Linked DNA regions of Mus musculus: region 1 is linked to region 2. The links are chromatin contacts, called in public HiChIP or PLAC-seq maps. All regions are on one chromosome and are shown on one strand. Each heading gives the region's core, a stretch centred on a gene start, on an enhancer-like site or on the middle of the called end of the contact. The rest is flanking DNA. Distances are from core to core; before and after follow the strand shown. Region 1 overlaps Ppm1l (protein phosphatase 1 (formerly 2C)-like). Region 2 holds the start of Arl14 (ADP-ribosylation factor-like 14).

The links. HiChIP or PLAC-seq counts read pairs in DNA pulled down with a chosen protein or histone mark.
Region 1: a contact with region 2 is called in a FOXA1 HiChIP or PLAC-seq map of pancreatic cancer cells. The contact joins the enhancer-like site here to the promoter of Arl14 in region 2. A contact is called at or near these places in 4 of 39 promoter capture datasets (the C10 cell line, embryonic stem cells, macrophages and 1 more), 4 of 15 datasets of contacts at CTCF or cohesin (the G1E-ER4 cell line, large pre-B cells, liver and 1 more), 28 of 484 Hi-C or Micro-C datasets (the AtT-20 cell line, B cells, the G1E-ER4 cell line and 21 more), 4 of 115 datasets of contacts at active chromatin or transcription factors (the HPC-7 cell line, embryonic stem cells, microglia and 1 more) and 4 of 9 other capture datasets (adipose tissue, liver, macrophages and 1 more).

Annotation. Positions count from the first base shown.
Region 1 is chr3:69,484,370-69,489,644 of GRCm38.p6, forward strand. All of the region lies in intron 1 of Ppm1l (protein phosphatase 1 (formerly 2C)-like), which reads left to right. Among named protein-coding and RNA genes, the nearest start is that of Gm52607, 25 kb to the left of the region's middle. Within about 2 kb of position 1,617, at least 35 of the 459 cell types and tissues checked have an H3K27ac peak or open chromatin away from gene starts, as enhancers often do. A contact at or near this core is called in the G1E-ER4 cell line, the HL-1 cell line, the HPC-7 cell line and 4 more, where this site is marked.
Region 2 is chr3:69,218,499-69,223,702 of GRCm38.p6, forward strand. Arl14 (ADP-ribosylation factor-like 14) reads left to right here and starts at 3,921. Exons shown (of 1, transcript NM_027843.1): 1 at 3,921-5,120. The coding sequence starts at 4,024. The coding sequence ends at 4,602.

The sequences.
Region 1 (5,275 bases), core at 367-2,866, 260 kb after region 2:
ATCTAAAATAGTGTTCCCTTGGCATGTACAATAAAAATGAACAGCAAAGAGGCCGTCCTAGCCCTGGACTGTGCACCGACCTATCCAGCTGTGTTTTTTTGGAGCTGGCAGTAGGCATCTTTTCTTTCTATGGTCTACGACCGATTTGCCTATTGAGAGCTAAGGATCTGTCACTTTGTGTTTACATAAGCAGGTGCGCTCGCTGCTGAAATTACAGCCTTTCCATGCAATTAGGTATCCTTTTCTTCTCTTTTCTAAAATAAGATGTCCTTTTGAGTTCTGTGTGTAGTTACACATTCCTGCCGGTGATTCCAGCTTCCCTTCCTTCTGCCTGCATCCTGGTGCAGTGCTCTGGCTGACTTGGCTGAGGTGAGGGTGCTCTTCTGACCATGCCAGGGTACATTCAAGAGCAAATTGTGGTGTGGTTTCACACAGCTTTCTAAGGGTTGCTTGACTGCCCACAAGCTGCCGGGAAGAATGTCAGTGCCGTCTGGTATCTCCTAAGACAGTCACTTTGCTTCAGAGTGGGGAGGGCTCCGGCTCTCTGAGGCTCAGCAAACTGCCAATTCTAAATGACAGAAAAAGGAGCCTGTGGCAATGTCAATGCATATAGTCAGTTTTTTTTTATAAGAATTAAAAATATTATAGGTTAGCAGGGTGGCTCAGTGGGCTAAGTCAGCCCTGGCAAAGCCTGATAGCCTGACTTCAAGCCCCAGAACCACTATAGTAGCGGGAAAGAAGGAAGCTTGCAATTTGTCCTCTGGGCACCCCACAGACTTGCATGCACATACACAAATACGTGATACATATAATTTAATAAAATAGGTTAGTAATAGTAGTAATTAAAACAACAACATCAACAATAACAACAACAACCTTTACAAGCTAGAGAGTCCTGGGATATGCACAAGGGCTGTTGTAAAGGGCCTGGTACAACCCTAGGAGTCTGTCAGAACTTACTGTAAAGCTGGGTAGAAATCCATGCTACATTGTATCAAATTCAACTAGCAGGTGCGATCCAGAGTTCTCCCTCTCAAATACATAGCCCAAGTTAAAACAGATTTGAACCAAGGATAGAGCAAACCCCATGACTAATTTTAAAGGAAGCCACCCCCCTCCCTACCCCAACAAACTGACAGTTGGAGTTCTAACCCACAAAGATGCTGATCAAGGCCAGCCACCTAATTCGGTAAAGAACACAGAGGCCTTTCCCTTGTGTGCATCTACTGAGACTTTCCTGTGACCATGATATCTTTCTGAGTTTCAGGGAGACGGATCATAAAGGTACTTGCTGTCCAGCTAGATGACCTGAGCTGAATGATTGGGGGTGAGGGTGGGGGTTCTCATTGAGTTAGTCATGAGACACTAAATAAAATTATCACCAAGTCACTGAGTAGAAAGTTCAACCCTTCTTATTCCATTTCATATAAAAGGACCCTAAGTCTAATACTGGCCTTGAAAATCCTTCTTGAAGCCACATCAGCCCGACTCATCTGGAGCTTCCCTGACACTCTGGCCACCCCTGCTTCCTGGAGGTAGCTATGGGGTAGCAGCCAAGTGAGGCCCAGTAGGAGTCCTCTGGAATTGTTCCTGTATAAATAGCTGTCTCAAGCCAAGAATATTTTATGTATGTTCTGACTAAGACCTCCAGGGGCAGCTCTAGTGTCATAGCCTTGGAATGCTATCATTTTGATTAATAACTCACGAGGTTTTTGTAATTCATTTGTAACAGTCCCATTGGCTTTCTCAGTCCTCAAGGGCATTTTCAGTAAGAATTATTTGTGGAACTTTCTAGAATACATTTGAGTAATACTTATGGAAGTTAATATTTCCCCAGGCTCCATAGCCCAAGATTCAGAAATGGGAGGGAATTTAATAAGGAATAAACCATATAATTTTTGAAATAATAAAAAAATATTTCTCCATAAATCAATATCATTGGATCTTTTTCCTATGCCTCTCAAGTGTGTAAAATGTGAAACAATTTCTTCTTTATGACTGCAGACGAGATAGGAACTTGCTCATCGCAAAACATTAGCCCAACAACTTTGGCTGAGTGCTGTTTCAGTGCTCATTAGATTGGTGAGCGTTGGGCTGGTCGGCTGGCTGTTTTTATGCTGCCACCATCGCTTAACATCTAAAAGTGTATGTGTGCTCTGAAAACAAAATTCAGGGAAGGACCATCAAAGTAGTGTGATATTTACTGTTGAATTCCTGATCTTTCTCTGGAGTGTGTGTGGTAATTGAGGAGCAAAGAATTCGTTCTTCATACCCTTGGAAGTAGGGAAATAACCTCAGCTTCTTAATCTGTAAACAGGTTCTAAAAAAATAAGCCCGGAGGCTTAAATGTAGGTTTTGATCAAAATAATAAGAGGAGCTAACTCACGGCTAGACAGTGTTTGATACATTGGCTGATTATATCTTAGAATAATTAGAGACCAGAAGTCTGGAAAGTGGGCTGGTATGGGTTTTGTGGATAAGGCCAGCCATCCTTAGCTAGAAAGACATACTCCGTTGTGTGAGATTAGAGGTATATTTACATGCCCTGGCATGCTTCATGCTACCACATGAACTTGACCTCATAGTAAATGTGAGTTAGCAGAATGATAAACTTAGTAAAAGTTCGTTTCCTGAGGCATCCCAGAAGGATTGTCTCTAGTGATGTGTAGCTTAGTGGTTGGTCATCACGTTACTGCTTAGATTAAAACTTGAGCTTCAGCATTAAGTATGTTCTGTAATTTTCTGTCCTCCACATGCTGGGTTCCCCCTTCGCCATAACCATTGACACAACCGTTGGCAGCCATGGCTCTCCATAGCGATCTAAAATTGCCATAGAAGTGAGACTTCATGGTTGTGCTTCTGGTGAACACCTGGTGCCATCTCTTGAAGGTTCCTAGTTTGTTTTTTTGAGGCAGAATTACGAGGTTAGGAGTACAAGATGGTCTCTCAAGGGTTCTTTCCTTAAATAACCTCTTTAGGTTAGAAGTAGCAAAGACTAAAAATGGCAAGAAGTGACAGTGTTGGCAGGCAGAGAAGAGAAATCACTCTTGCTCTCCTGCGTCCTTGTCCTGGTGGGCAAGGGCATTCACTCTGACTTTCTTCTAAAGTGCCTGGAGCCAAAGAACACCTGTCAGAAGTTAATGATATGTTACCATAAGAAAGATGGATTCCAATGGGGACCTCAGAGAATTAATGTGCGGGCTATGTGCTGGCTGCTGCCAGATCGACACACACACACACACACACACACACTCGTGCACTTCCATTCAAGGGCAGGGAAACCTTGCCTGCAATGAAATATTGCTCATTTGCAGGGAGCGTGGAAGCACCAAGTGTGAGAAGTAGATGTGTGTTATTGGCATGAGCCAGCCATGCATCAGTCCCAAAGGGAAATAAATGGCAGCGCCTCTCCAAAGGGATGGCTCAGAGGGGGACTGCCAAGCCTCCCCTCCTGGTCCTGAGTACACACGTTGGTAGTGTGTGCTGCAAATGCTTATCATAGCTTTCTCCTCACCCCAGCCCCTCCCCATATTCATGGCCTAAAGATTTCTCCCCTAGAGAAACGACTCCCCCAAAATTAGCTACCCTTGCCTCCGTGAGCTAGCTGTAGACCATAAACCACCTCCATGATTAGCTGTAGGCACCAGCTCCTCCTTTGTGGTCATGGGTTCAACCACCCTCCTCCCTGTTCAACTGTATACAATAATATGCAAAACTTCTGGGATGCAGCCCAGGCAACCTCAGCTTTTCTGTGTCTGTGTGTTTCCTTTCTTCATTCCCTGCTGCCCTAGTCAGGTCTGCCTGTCCCTGGAACGGGGCCAGATGTAGCACCCTTCCCTCTTTCCCTCTTTGTTTCGGCATAGAATCTGAAGGATTTATTTCCATGTCACTCTCTGCTTTATCCTGTGCCTACCTAACCACCCTCCCTAAGTTGCCATTTTCCCAAAGCCAACCCCTCTCAGCTCAGTATTTTCAGAATCGATTTCTCTTCTGATCTTCCTATCTTTTTTCTTATGTCAAACTCGGGTCGCTGAGAGTCTCACTGAGCTGAGGGCCTTGAGAGTGAGGGTTAACATTTGCATGTGAGAACAGTGGTAAACTTACTGTCACCTGGTGCAAGATCAGCTCTTTCGCTTAAGACTCTGCTCAAGTTTCCCTTCTGTGAGTGAGACGACCGCTCTGAGCAGTGGCGCATCAGTGGAAGAAAGGGTTCATTTCATCTTAAGGTTTATGGTCCATCATCAAGGGAAGCCAGGACAGGGACTAAAGCAGGAGCTCGAAGCAGCCTCGGGGAAAAGCTGCTTGCTGACTCTCTCATAGGCTAGCACTTAACTAGCTTTTTATGAGATCTTATTTTTTATGTAGAGGAATGTTTTGTGTGCCTGTCTGTCTGGGCACCACATGTGTACAGTGCCCACAGAAGCCAGATGGGGTCATGGGATCCCCTGGGGTTGGAATAGAGACAGTATGAGCTGCCATGTAGATGCTTAGACTCAAACCCAACCCAAGTAAGTCCTCTGGAAGAGCAGCCAGTGTTCTTAACTGCAGAGCTTCTCTTGAGCCCCTTCAGTAGCTTTGATCTGCCTCCCAGGATGACCTGCCTAGGGAATAGAGCCACCCACAGTCAAGGCAATCCCTTACATACATACCAACAGCACTGTCTCATTCCACAGCTGACAGTCTCCCAGATGACTGTGTCCACATAACAGCTAAGGGTAGCTAGAACAGTCTTGGTATGCTAATGCTTTTCATCCAGCCTTAGATCCTATGTCCATTCACAGCATATAACAGAAGCCGCTGCAGTATTTGAGCTTAGATATGGAGCCCAAAGATAAATGGGAAGGACTGCTGTCCATTGTCACATTCTTTTAAAATTATAGTGATAGGTGTATAGACTGACATGATCACTCTATGGTATGGCTAAAAGGAAAGATTTTGTTGTAGATTTGAGGAAGGGAAGGAGAGAGAGAGAGAGAGAGAGAGAGAGAGAGAGAGAGAGAGAGAGAGAGAGAGAGAGAGAGAGAGCGCAGAAGCATCTGGAGAAGTGGGGAGGAAGGGGAAGAGGAAGGGAGAAAGAAAGAAAAGGAAGCAAGAGAAAAAACATACTGAAACTAGCCTGGTTATAGCCAAGGAAAGGAAGCCAGTGGCTCTGGTGTGAGTTTAGGGTAGAGGAGGAGGTGAGAGGGGCTAGGAGGGCGGAATACATACATACTCATATACACAAATACACACACATACACACACACATATATAGAAATGCACAGCAAGAACTTGG
Region 2 (5,204 bases), core at 2,671-5,170:
AACTTACTCAAAATATGGAGCAGAGAGAGCTCAAGTGGCACTCAGAGTCTCCAAGTTCACCTTAGGAAGAAGTCTACTCACTTCTGGAACTTGAATTATGTCTGTGAAGGCAGGCTGATTTGATCAGCTCATTGCAGTACAGCTCCTTTCAGTAAGTCATTCTGAAAACATTCAAGCCTAGAAGGAAGTTGGAGGGAAAAATAAACCTTCAACAACAGTACAAAGAATCCAATCCTACTCACCTAACCCTGCCAACTGTGGCCCTATTTACACACATTCCTCTTTACATAGATGCATATCTGTGGCAGACCCATTGACTCAGTTGGTGCTATCACTGTTATCCAATATGTTCTCAGAACAAGGATGTCTTATTTCATAGCCACAATTCTAGGGTATCTCCCTTTATTGCTTGCCATATTATTTTTCAAGATAATCTCTCACTGAGTGTGAAGATTACTATTCCAGATAGACTGGAAGGCCAGTGAGCCCCGCACCCAGTTTCCCACACTCCCAATGGTTGGCGATACAGGCACTTGGTTTTTATGTTTGAGGAACTGAATTCAGACCCTCATGCTTGCACACCAAGCACACCCCCCACTGAGACATCTCCCCAGTCCCAGTCAATGCACAGTGCTTTTAAATAAATAGCCCACAACCTACTGACTCAATAGTTAATGCTTATTAATGTCTTTATTTATCCTTTTTTAAAAAATGAATCTTACTACGTGTCCCTTGCTTTGTAGACCAGGGTGACCTTAAGTTAACAGAGATCCACATGCCTGATTGGTGCTGTTCATTTATTTATTTTTTTAATTAGTGGTTTTTTTCTTTTCTTTTATAAAGTATCTTTAAGATGATTGCATGTCCAACTTTCAATGTTCTCTTCTCTGCCTTTTCTTCTTGCTTTGTGACTTGGACATAAATTGAAGAGTCTAGACCTGTCATCTTATTTCATGTCTAAGAAGTTGGATTTAGCTAGTTTCCTGTGACTCTTACAGGTTTATAGGAAAACCACAACCTGGGCATACGCTGTTACTTTTCTATCTCTAGCCCATGTTTTTCCAAATTTTACATTCACCTCACAATTCCCTGTTGCATCCCACCCTGAAGTCTTGGAAGCCACGGACACGTTAGTTTAACTTTTCTTGTGGAATGTATAATTCTCCCATTTGCGTTACTTTCATTGTTTGTATATCTCTCATCTTCTCCTCAATGAAAGCCATTTAAAGGCTGATCTAACTTGTCTTTGTCAGTTGGCATCTACCAAAGCAGGGTTCGCAGAGTAGGCAATCTATCAATAACATGTCTGCCTACATACCTACCTGCTAGCCAGGTTGCCAGTGGGATGAGTATAAATTTCTTTTATTCATAGGGGGACATAGGGAGTTGGTTAAAAATTTAAAATTTAAAACCACTTGTATAATTTTTTTATTTTAATCTTTGTAAATGTGTATGTGTATTTCACTGTATGGGTGCTGGAGGAGGCCAGAAGATGCCAGATACTCTAAAGCTGAAGTTATAAATAGTTGTGAACTGTCCCGGGCAGGATGTGATGGAAACAAAACTCCACTCCTTTGCAAGAGCAGCAAGTGTTCTTAAATGCTGGGCCATCTCTTCAGATCCTAATTTCTTTATATGTATATTTTTTGTGTATACAGTAGTCTACCTGTAAATTTTTTTCTTTTTAAAATTTTCAGTAAAAATAAAACATGTATATCATATGCCTCAAGTTCTTTCATAAAAGTCATATTGTTAATGATTAAAGGTAGTCTTTCCATCTAGAGACTTCAATTCTTTATTTTAAAACTTTTAAAAAGAAATGATGTTTTGGATGGGCACACACACACACTTGTTATCATACACTTGTTATCACACACTTGTTATCACACACTTGTGGACATCAGAGGAAGACTTTGTGGAGTTGGGTTTCTCCTTCCACCTCTCCATGGGTTCTGGGGTCACACTTAGGTCATTGAGGTTTGTGCAACCACCACTTTACCCACTGAACATCCTGGCCTGAGAGTTCATCCTTTGGCACCAGGAAACACTGGCATATTTTTTATTTGAGAGTGTTCTGTAAATGTCTCTTTTATTTCCCTAGATGGAGGGATGAGATGAGAGTCTTACCCAGGGCTCTGTTCGAATACACTACATGGCTTGGGCTGAACCCAGATCATTTCTTTCTCTGTTATAAGCATCCCTAGACCTAGGCCTGGAAGCATCTAGCCTCCATGCAATCTAATCTTCCAAGCTGACTGATTCAGCCTGGCTTCAGCCTCATACTCACTTTCGCAATCCCTTCTAATCTTCTGGCTCTTTCTCATTCTCTGGCTTGTTCTGTGTCTATCTTGTTCTTTTTGCTACCTATCCCTATAGGTCACACACACACACACACACACACACACACACACACACTCCTCACCACAACACCTCTTTCTTTCTCTGCTCTGCTCTTAAGTTGCCTTCCTTTCCTGTCTATTCTCTTGTGAGTTGCATGTATCCAATCCCTGACTCATTCTGTCAAATCTTTCTCTCATTCCTCACATTGTCTACCCCTCAATTAGATGTCACTTCAAACAAAGGGGCTTCCTTCTGCAAACTAATCTCATCACCATTGTTGGGGATTAAAGATGTGTTTTAAGGGCTTGTCTATATTCCAGCCAGATCATACTGCAATCCAACTTAATCACACAGACCTAGAGGGTCTTTGGACGTGATCTCTTGCCAGAGCAGCCATGTTGCTGGATTAAAATTCCTCTTCAGTGTTCTGCTGGCATGCTTTCTACCTTTTGAGGAATGAACTTGTCATTGAGATGTGTGACTCAGGTGACTCTTCTTGTTTCTCATTCTCTGCCTTCTGATGCATTCCTTTAATGTTTGCCTTTAACCTGTCATAGAGCTTTTAAAATAATCACTTCGCTCCTCCCCTGAAATGTTTCCCTGTGTAGCCCTGGCTGTCCTGGAACTTGATCTGTAGACCAGGCTAGCCTTGAACTCACAGAGATCTGCTTGCCTTTGCCTCCTGAGTGTTAACATTAAAGGCATGCATAAGTGCCTGGCTTTAAAATGTCTACTTTTAAAAATGTTTTCAGGAGTTTGTCTTTATTTTCTGAGTTCCTTTTTATATTATCTGCTTCTTGTTTTGGGAATATATTTATTTTCCACTCTTCCCAATCCAGCACACCCCTCCCCTACCCCCAGCCTCAGTTCTATCCCAATAGGCCTATTTTCTGTCTTTTAGAATATTTGTCAAAATCTCACCCTCTGATGGACTCTTTGATGACTTTGTTCCTCTTATCATGATGTGTTGGGAAAGAGATGAGATAAGTATCTGTGTATACTCAGGTTGCCATCTTTGATCAGTCTGTTTTATTGAAAAGTGGGTAAAAAAAAATTACCTGGGGAAATCTGGCCTTGTCAGTAGTGTAAGTTCCCTGCCTGGAAGATTCATAAATGATGCTCTGTTTCTGAGACCAAGGTTACGATAACCCAGAAGGGCTCAAAGTTTCTACTGAGTAATCCGGTATCAGGAAGCATTTAGATACCAAGAGGGAGATAAACTCTCCAAGCTTTTAGGCAACCCTGACACTTATTAACAGCTGGATAAGACTGATCTACAAAAAGTTCACTTAAAGTTGGCTAAAACAAAAGATTGTGTTGGTTCTACAATGGGGCTCCTGTGCACACCTTACTCTTTGATTTCCTCCAAACTGTTGGACCTGAGAGACTGCAGAAAGCTGCGGCAGCCAGCCACTCCTAATCCTACTCACTCACAAAGAATGTCCCCTTTGAGCCACTGTGATACATGCTGGTTACTCCCACAGAGTCTTCAGGATTGGCTGGGACTGCAAATAAAACACTGTTTGCCTATAATCAAGTTGATAAGCTACAATATAAACGAAGACAGGCACCTGTTCACTGTGGCACTTTACTCTCTTTTCCTAAACGTTTACATGAAAGACCTGGAAAGGACGCATTGTTTCGGGCCAAAAGAAACGATCTTTAAGGAAGAAAAAGCCTAAAATGGGTCTGCTGAATTCTAAAAACCCCCAAAGCAAGCAAGCCCACATTCTTCTCCTCGGACTTGACTCAGCTGGGAAATCTACTCTGCTTTACCGGTTAAAGTTTGCTGAGACTCTCTCAACCATCCCAACCATCGGCTTCAACGTGGAAATGGTCCAGCTGCAGAGCAGTCTCACACTCACCGTGTGGGATGTTGGAGGACAGGAGAAGATGCGAACAGTCTGGGACTGCTACTGTGAGAACGCTCAAGGGCTGATGTACGTGGTGGACTGTTCCGAAGGCAAAAAGCGACTGGAAGACTCTCGCAAAGAGTTCAAACACATTTTGAAGAACGAGCACATCAAAAACACACCGGTCGTCATACTGGCCAACAAACAGGACTTGCCGGGAGCTCTGAGCGCCGAAGACATCACCAGGATGTTCAAGGTGAAGAAGCTGTGCAGCAACCGGAACTGGTATGTGCAACCCTGCTGTGCGGTCACTGGAGAAGGGCTGGATGACGGGTTCAGGAAATTAACCGAGTTTCTGAAAAGCTACCGAAGGACAAGAGAGACCTTAGCAATCTTCAAGCAGAAATGAGACAATGATGAAGTGGAAATGGGAAATCTGTTTTATTTCCCATGTAAAGTGGGGGAACAAAAAGAAAAGTAAGTTGCTGAGTCGGCAAACTTTTGGGGGTGGTTTCCACCCTGCTCAGCTAAAGAAGGAACTTTCTAAGCAAACTATGGGGTAATGGTCATTGAAACGGAAGAAATTATATTTTGTAAAGGTTAACGTGTTGGATGATTTGAAAGTCCTATTTAGAGTCAGATAAATGTTAACTAATTTTGTATGACCACTAAAGTTTAAATAGCTGTCTGCTTATATAGTCAGGATTTTTTTCATATAGTTCCCAGATGTTACTGGCATTGAATTTCTACCCTGTCCTTAGGTAGTAATTGAATAGTGAGAAAATAACAAAAAGAAGCTTAAATTGTGGATGTTAACGTTTTGAAAATCTTTGTTTTGTAAACAGACACACAAATGCTATCAGCTTTTTGACATCTATTGTTTGTAACTTCCTTTATCTTTTTTAAAAAATATATTTTTTTAGTGAATTCTTTGAGCATTTCATACAATGTGTATTGAAACACACACACACACACCCCTCCCTGCCTTAAACAAAGACCTTCAGATCAGTG